3 separate regions of the Triticum aestivum genome follow, and regions 1 and 2 are each linked to region 3. Evidence: chromatin contacts called from public Hi-C data. All regions are on one chromosome and are shown on one strand. The core of a region is the stretch at or near the end of the contact, and the rest is flanking DNA. Distances in the headings are between cores, read along the strand shown.

Region 1 (2,700 bases), core at 133-2,632, 610 kb after region 3:
CCACCCAATCCTAACTACTACCTCTCTCTTAGTTTACAGGGCGTGCGCGTATCCCTAGGTCGTCAATTTGACCAACCTAATACAAGTCATATATATTACAAAAAATATACCAACATAAACTTCGGAGTTTCTACTTTCAAAAGATATAATTTTGTGTTATATAGTTTATATTAGGATGATAAAATTGGTAACCTAGATATACGCGTAGGACTTGTAAACTGAAACGGAGGGAGTACCTACTCAAAACTAGTGTAGGCAGTGTAAAGGTACATTGTAAATCAGGTCGGGGTGCGCTCGCCCACTGCATGCGTACTCGAAACTGTTGTGCCGTAAGAACAGTGGCCAGACGTAGTACTATTACACGTAGCAGTTGGGAATAGGGTGCATGCATGGTGCACATATACATATACACTCTTCGTTCCTAAATATAAGACTTTGGAGAGATTCTACTATGAACCACATACGGATGTAGTCCACAGTAAAGTCTATCCGAAGACTTATATTTAGAAACGGAGGGAGTACATACATAAGCATAAGCACAAGCACGTGATACCACGTAACGGCACCATAGGTTAGGTATAGGTAGTCACATGGCGACAAGTATTGGTGTCACGCGATGCTAATTGATATAGACAAGTGACTAATCAAGCGGATTAATAATAACTAGCTAGCCTGTGTACGTAGCTATCGATGGTGTCGTGGCTGGCATGTGTGGCTATGGTCTATGGCCGATGAGATACTAGTATGATCGATGATGGAGCGTGAGAGCATGTGTATGTGTGTCGCCGCCCGAATATTTTGAATGGAGATGGAATACTATTTGGAATGGAATGGAAAGGGATGGAAGCAAAGAATGGATGGATGTGGACAGAGTATATATAGTAGAATAGTCGGATCTGTAGCAAGTTGGAGAGACTGAGATCATTGTCGTCGCGCTGTCCATCTGAGAATATATTTTGCTTTGTCGTTTCCACTGGCGGGCCCGGCCAACGAACCAAGTTTCGTCCATCCGTCCATTCGTACGTACGTACGTGTCCCACGTAGATACGCCTTTGGCGTAGTATTTAAAGGGGCAGAGCCCAAGCAAGTTCCGTCTCTCTTTCTTTCTCCTTGCCAGGGAGAGTGAGAGAGAGGGAAATGGAAATGAAATCGAATTCTACAGGCGCGGCGCGGCGCGGCCCGGGCAAGTGCGCGCTGCGTGGGAAACGGACGCGCGCTAGTGGAGGTGGGTGGCGCGTGGAGACCACTCAAAAGCATCTCCACGCGGGTTTTGACCGACAACCCCAGTCCAGTCCACCATGCGTCTCCTCTCCGCTCCATCCTTGGCCGGACCTCCGCCCGTTGCCATCTCCGGAATTTCCTCGTCTCCGACCCGGCCCCCCGATGGAGTCGCGTCCCGCTCCACCACGGATCCGTTCCTTCCGAGCAAAGAGACACGCACGACACGAGCCAGTATATACATGCCCCGTCATGTCTCCATCTGCCGTGCCGTGCCGTACTCGATGCCTCCAGTAATAATAATATAATAACACATGGACTGTCTTATGACCAATCAATCCGGCCACGTAGGTACGCCGCGGCAGAATGAAACTACGCACGCACAAATGCACAATTACCGGGGGAGTACATTCGTGGGAAAACTTTTGGGCACACCAGAGCAGCGCAGAGCCGCGCGTGCTGGCTAGCAGTGGAGCTACAGCGTCGTAGCTAGGCCGGCCGGCCGGCTGGCTGGTCCACTCATCGCCAATGTGCGGTCGGTTGGTCGCGCGCTGCCTGCCCTGTCACCAGTAACCAGGATTGTGTGCCACGCGCGCATGCATCACCGTACGTACGCGCGTCACTGTGCTTGTGTATGTGACTCATTCACGTCCTTGAATGTGGATCGGCCGGAGCACGTACGTTCGTGCCAGTTAGTAGCAAGTTTTTTTTTTGCGAGAGAGTAGCAAGATATTTAGCACCTCAAAAACAATTTTGCCTTCATTGTCCACTCAAATGTATTGTAAATTTTTTTTGAACCGAAGACTGTCGGCGTACGATAATCTATGGGACCAGTAAGAGCAACTCCAACGCGCCGATCCATTTCGCCCGCGCGTGTCCGTTTGGGTCACCGCGGACAAAAAAACCGGTCCAACGCGCCGAACCAAACGATCGCGCGTCAGCTTTTCGTCCGCCTGTCGACCCATTTTCGACACAATTTTGAGTCTGATTTGCGTCGGCGCCGACACAAAGTGGACGCACACGATGCACGCCTACTCCTCCGCCTGGCCCGCTTGTCGGTGGCACATTGGCCTTCCTCTTCCATCCCTATTGACAGCAAGCCCTCGCCTGCCCCGCCACGTCGTCGCCGCCCCACAGTTCCGGTGCCTCTGCCAGCAGTCCGTGCCTCCACACCTTCCCCCACATCGCCACCTCCCACGTCACCACCACCACCGCAGCTTCCCACCCCCACTCCGACGTCGCCCGAGAGCACGAAACCGCTCCTGCGGCCCCGGCCAGCTCCTTCGTCGATGCGCAGCTGGCCTGACGCCGCCACACTCGTCGAACGGCGCCACACTCGTCGGACGCCGCCAGGCCAGCCACCTGGTCCGGGGGAGGCGCGCTTCTCTTCGCCGGCAAGCTTCTTCGTTGACGCCCGCAAGATGTTCAACAGTTTGCCTCAAGGTACAAATGGACTCCGCCGACGAGTTCTTTTTCCACAAT
Region 2 (2,700 bases), core at 135-2,634, 680 kb after region 3:
TAAACCCTAAGCCCTAAAACCAGAACCCTAAGATCATATGTAACTTCGTAAACTTGGTAAAACTTAATGTTACGACTTACGACTATCAAATTTCAATATTTGAAACTTGGATTTTTTTTTAAGTTGTCAAACAAATTCAAGACTGGTCTTGTTTGAAAGTTTTTGTCGCGATGAAAACAAATATGTAAACAAAACTTAATTTTAGACTTTACGTTCAAACTATAAAGTAGATTAAAATTAAAAGGTGAACTGAAAAAAAAGGCATGGCAGATGGAATGGATGGCGTATGCAACTCTTGCAAAAGCTGCGAAGAGTATGCATGGATAGACCCCGTTGTACAGTAATCAAAGCCTTAAGATTAATCAAGTTTACAAATTTAAAGCAATCGAACAGCCGGGCACGACTGGGTAGGTACGTGCCCCGCACTTGCATGTCCCTGCGATTTTCGATTGAATAGGGTGCATCCTATGTCTAAAGTTCAAATCCGTGCGGGATTTTGTGCTTTATTTTGGGCAATATGGAATTGTCGCGTGGTAATGCTTTTGGCATGACGAACGCTATCCATTTTTGCTCGTCATCTACATAGCAACTTACTGGATCCTATCTCTGGCGGGAGAGGGGTTGGGCTTCCACGGTCTGTAGGCGAAACCTATGAGAGATAGTCGCTAGGAATCTGTTCAACAGATTTGGAGGGCGGCCTAATAATAGGATATGTGACGCATGAGGCTTCATATTTCTTGTTTATGGGCGGTTGTAATATAACCCGCCTAGTCTTTGCCCTCTTGGACTTTTGTTTTTCTATTTAGACATTATATATAGTGTAAATTTTGCAATAATTAATTAAGGATCATGTGCATTGATCAATGCAAATGCCTGTGCTTTCAGCCCTATTTCGAAAAGATGAAAGAAGTCCGCCCAAAAACTAGGCAAAGTGCAGCACATATACAAATAGACAGTGCCCCAGTCAATTCAAAGGCAATAGCATCAATCAGAATGACAACAACAACAACTCCCACACATAGCCTATACACCATACTCATACACGTACACATACAATACCCACCCCACTTACACACTAAAACGGCTTTTACAATACAAAGCTCAGATGTGTTCAAAAAGTAAAAAACTCAGATATGGCACCACATGCAATAATACATAACACACGCAAATTCAGCAACGCAAACATCATCAGTATTTTTTCCCTTTCGAAACCTAACCATCTTCTAATATATTTTGTTGGAAACTTAAAAAATTAATTAATTAACCATGGATCTGATCTAGTAAGACTGTAGTATGTGCGCGGGAGCTAGCAGGTAGCATGCAGACGCGGCGCTCGTGGCCCGCGCTGGGCTGCTATATAAGCTGAGGTAGGCTGCGTGCGACCGCTTCCCTCTCTAGCTACTAATCTTGCCTTGTCGTCGCTGTTCGCGGAGCTGCAAGGAAGGAAGGAAGGAAGGAAGGAAGTGTGGTAGTATCACCATCAGCTCGCAATAATACCTGCACGCCCATTTTGTTGTGTAGCCCTTGTCAGCGAACCTCGCAGCTGAAAACCCCACCCACCCCGGCCCCCTCCCCCTCTCCTCCCCATCCCATTCCATTCCCACCTCCGTCCGTCGATCGATCAGTCTTTCCTGCGTGCGTGCTTCGTCTCTAGCAGCCGCCTTTGCGCGTCTTGATCTGTAGACGTACGTACGGGGGTGCGGGCGGAGGAGGAGATCAATTCATGGCTGGCGCGGGCGGGGGGACTGCTGCGGCTGCGGTGGTGCAGCCAGCCGCCGCTGCTGGCGCGGGGAGGAGCAGCTCTTCGTCGGCCGGAGCCGGTGGCGGTGGCGCTGGGGGCGGTCCCGTGGCGGACCCGCGGGCGGAGGCGCTGCGTTGCCCACGCTGCGACTCGGCCAACACCAAGTTCTGCTACTACAACAACTACTCGCTGTCGCAGCCGCGCCACTTCTGCAAGGCCTGCAAGCGCTACTGGACGCGCGGGGGCACGCTCCGCAACGTCCCCGTCGGCGGAGGCTGCCGCAAGAACAAGCGCTCCAGGAGCAGCAACGGATCAGGGGGAAGGCCGGGCTCCTGCGCTGTCGTCGCCTCCTCCAACGCCGCTGCCGGCGGCATCGCGTCGTCTACCTCCATGTCGCTCCCGCCGCCGGGCTCCCTCTCCTCGGCGCTGGGCCTCCACGGCCACGGGAGCAGCTCCCTGGCCTCGCTGCTGCTCGGGAGCGGCGCCTCGGGCGGCGACCACCTCGGCCTCTTCCACGCCATGCAGTCGGTCGTCTCGGACGCCACCGCCTACGAGATGCACCAGCAGCACCAGACCCAGGTGGATCAGCTGCTGGGGCTCGGCTACGGCGCCGGCGACGCCAACGGCTCGCAGATCCACATCAAGCCCTGGCAGCAGCACCTTCAAGACGGAGCTGGCGGTCTCTTTGACGGCTTCTACGCGCCGCTGCTGTCCGGCTCCATCGTGCCGGGACTGGAGGAGCTGCATGTGAAGGCCGAGGCCACCGCCGGCGAGCACCACCACCATCACCAGAAGAAGGCGACCGATGGGGATCAGCAGAGCTGGGATCAACATCCAACGTCGTCGTCGTCTAACGTCGAGGCTAACATCATGGCCTCGGACGCGCTCATGGCCGCCGCCGCCGCGGCGTCCATGAACCCAGCGGTCAGCAACGCTGCCACGGCGCCGACGTCCTCCCC
Region 3 (2,700 bases), core at 101-2,600:
GTATACACAAAAGAAGTAATGACACGTGCTCACATCGTGGAATGTCATTGCAGAAATGGAGTTTAGGAGCATGTTTAGACCACAAAAACAAATTTTGAATGCTAATATGGTTATGCTACAAAAGTGATCTCAAATTTAGCCCTTTTTTCATACAGAAATTAGTAGCAATGCGTAGCTTTACGCTTCTTATAGATAATTAATAACGGGGTTTACATGGAAACTCCACGCATGTCAAGAGCAATATAAAAGAAAAACTTAGTAGTAATTCGCATATATAATGGAATGCTGGAATAAGAACATTTGCATTGATGGCATGGTAGACACTAGAATAACTAACCTAGGAGTGCATGAAAAAGGAACAGACCACTGAATTGGCCCCTTTCCTAAAAAGGGCTACACAAATTTAGTTAGAGGATTCTGCACATACATTTATGGAATATGCATATACATTGCCCATCTCTAGCGCAATGGTCAATGGGGTTTCACAAAGTACACATATGCTCTGATAAATAGAACCTAAATTGTAATTTTTGCCTTTCTGTACTTCCATTAAAAATAAAAACTTTTCCTGAAGCAAGTAATAAAGAACTTCCTCTTCCATTAAACTGTAGTACGAATCCATTTATTTCCATATATACCAATCCTGACACTGTTGTAAACATGAGCAAAGAACGGTGTTACAAGCAAATACGGAGTATTACATAAGCTAAATAAGAGCAGGCAAACAAGCTCCCCCTAGCACAAAAGACCAGCAGCGTAGCTTCACACTAGGGTGTGAACAGTGCAGTCCAAATCGGTCGCAGTTTAGGATAAGATTAAACAGTCTGTAGTCTAAATCAGTAGCAGTTCAACAGTCTGTAGCCTAAGTCAATAGCGTAGCAATTTCGATAGCAGATCCGAGGTTCGCAGGCGATCTCGCTCATTCATTGGCGGCCTCCACACGCACAACGCATCAAATCATGCCAAGGCGAAATCTCGCCCCTCGACCAACGACTATGCCGCGAGGAAGAAATCATGAGATCTCGGATGGTGCTCACCTGCTGCTGCTTGGCGACCTGCTCCTTGAACTTGTTCGCCTGCTTCCTGAACGCCTCCATCTCTGCTCTGCTCGCCTGCTCCCCGGCTCCTCCTCCTCGTCCTCTCTCTCTCTCTCTCTCTCTCTCTCGCTGAGATGCGCACGCTCAAGCACACCGGTGGGCGGTGGTCCCTACACGCTGAAAGAAAGGAACAGCGCTGCGACGAAATCACGGCCGTTCATCAAAGGCTGCAAGAACGGGCTCGGCCCACGTCTGCCCATTTCGGCCCAGCAGCGAGCCCCGCGTGCGTTCAGTTCAGTTGTGCGCTCTCAAAAAAAAAGTTGTGCGCTCTCAATTCCCTCGAATCAAAGAAAAAAAAAAGTTGTGCGCTCTCAGAATTCAAACAAAATCTTCCCCATTCTCCTTCTTCCGCCGCTACGCTGTGTCGCTCTCCCCATTCCCCATTCAGTTCCGCCGCCGGGGATGGTTCTGATCGAGCGCACGCCGTGCGCGGGGGCGGCCCCCTTCAGTCCGCTCCAGAGATCCACTCCTAGGGCTTCGCGGGAGGCGTCGCCGCCGTCCGACCCCATCCTCCCCTACCTCAGGTAGCGCCCTCGAGATCTACCTCTCTACCTGCTTACATCTTCGCGCGATTTCACCTCAGCTGTGTGCGTGCGTGTATCCGAGGTTTCGCCTCGGTTTGCGCATGGAGACGCGCTTCCGTTGCGCCACCTAACTGCTCAGGTGCTTTTTTCTTTCTTATCTTATATACGTGGAAAAGAAAGGATGAACCTCCCGGCTTATGCATTGCTTAGGTGCATAATATGGCGGACGCATCTAATTTAGCTTGCGCCACCTCACCTTTGTGATTCTACATATATTCGCTAATCTGTAAATATGCGATTGAGTCGAGATACCTTGATTCTGGCATCAAATGTATTTGAGTGCGTAAAGGTTTAAGCATATACTAGTATGATTATCACCGCCATTCGTACTTATGAACTCATTTCTATGTGTATGAGCTATGTTTCGGAGTTCAATTTCTGGGCAATTTGAGTATATGGATTTCTTAACTTACAATTGGTATTCATGCAGCTGATGTGCATATGCTTCAGTCATAGTTCAGTATCAAATTTTGTGCATATAAATGTCATGTGTTTTATCTGGTGACGTGGACGCCTCTATGATCTACCATCTGTGTGCTATTTTCTTATCTCCGATTATGTGTTCATATTCAGGTCTATCAAGAAGGCCATTGATGAGATCAGGGCACACCCAGAATGTTATCACGCAGCACTTGAACAGCTCAAGATTTATGTCACAGAATGCATTGATAAGTATGGGGACGATTATCAGTACTCCACTGACCCCCGGCTCCTGAAGATCTGGATCCTCTATGTAACTTAATTGCTTTTAAAATGCCAATGCTGATGTTATCTTTCTGCTTTTTTTTTATCCTCATTCCTTAATTTCCTGAGATTTTGCTATTTTAGGGGGATGCAGTTTCTGATTTTGACAAGGTGTATGCACATTTGGAGGAGAAGAGAATGTTCTTAGAGGATGCACTGCTCTATGAATCATATGCACTGTTTCTGTGTGCTCAGGGGAGAGCGCTCGAGGCTGATAAGGTCTATGGGATTGGTATTTCCAGGTTAGAGTCGATAGTATTTTTCCTTCGTGTTCA

The links. Hi-C and Micro-C count contacts between places; a contact is called where the count stands out from the background.
Region 1: a Hi-C map of leaf shows a contact between it and region 3, with 3 times the contacts expected there. The contact joins the enhancer-like site here to the promoter of LOC123052575 in region 3. A contact is called at or near these places in 2 of 5 Hi-C or Micro-C datasets (both in leaf).
Region 2: a Hi-C map of leaf shows a contact between it and region 3, with 4 times the contacts expected there. The contact joins the promoter of LOC123052574 here to the promoter of LOC123052575 in region 3. A contact is called at or near these places in 3 of 5 Hi-C or Micro-C datasets (all in leaf).

What each region holds. Positions count from the first base shown.
Region 1 is chr2D:205,675,478-205,678,177 of IWGSC CS RefSeq v2.1, reverse strand. No RefSeq gene overlaps it. Among protein-coding and RNA genes, the nearest start is that of LOC123052574, 68 kb to the right of the region's middle. Within about 2 kb of position 1,382, at least 4 of the 8 cell types and tissues checked have an H3K27ac peak or open chromatin away from gene starts, as enhancers often do. A contact at or near this core is called in leaf, where this site is marked.
Region 2 is chr2D:205,607,239-205,609,938 of IWGSC CS RefSeq v2.1, reverse strand. LOC123052574 (dof zinc finger protein DOF5.8) reads left to right here and starts at 1,384. Exons shown (of 1, transcript XM_044475820.1): 1 at 1,384-2,700. The coding sequence starts at 1,724.
Region 3 is chr2D:206,283,685-206,286,384 of IWGSC CS RefSeq v2.1, reverse strand. LOC123052575 (mitotic checkpoint serine/threonine-protein kinase BUB1) reads left to right here and starts at 1,350. Exons shown (of 14, transcript XM_044475821.1): 1 at 1,350-1,621; 2 at 2,255-2,414; 3 at 2,510-2,667. The coding sequence starts at 1,500. LOC123052577 (SH3 domain-containing protein 3) reads right to left here and starts at 1,229. Exons shown (of 10, transcript XM_044475823.1): 1 at 1,038-1,229. The coding sequence starts at 1,097.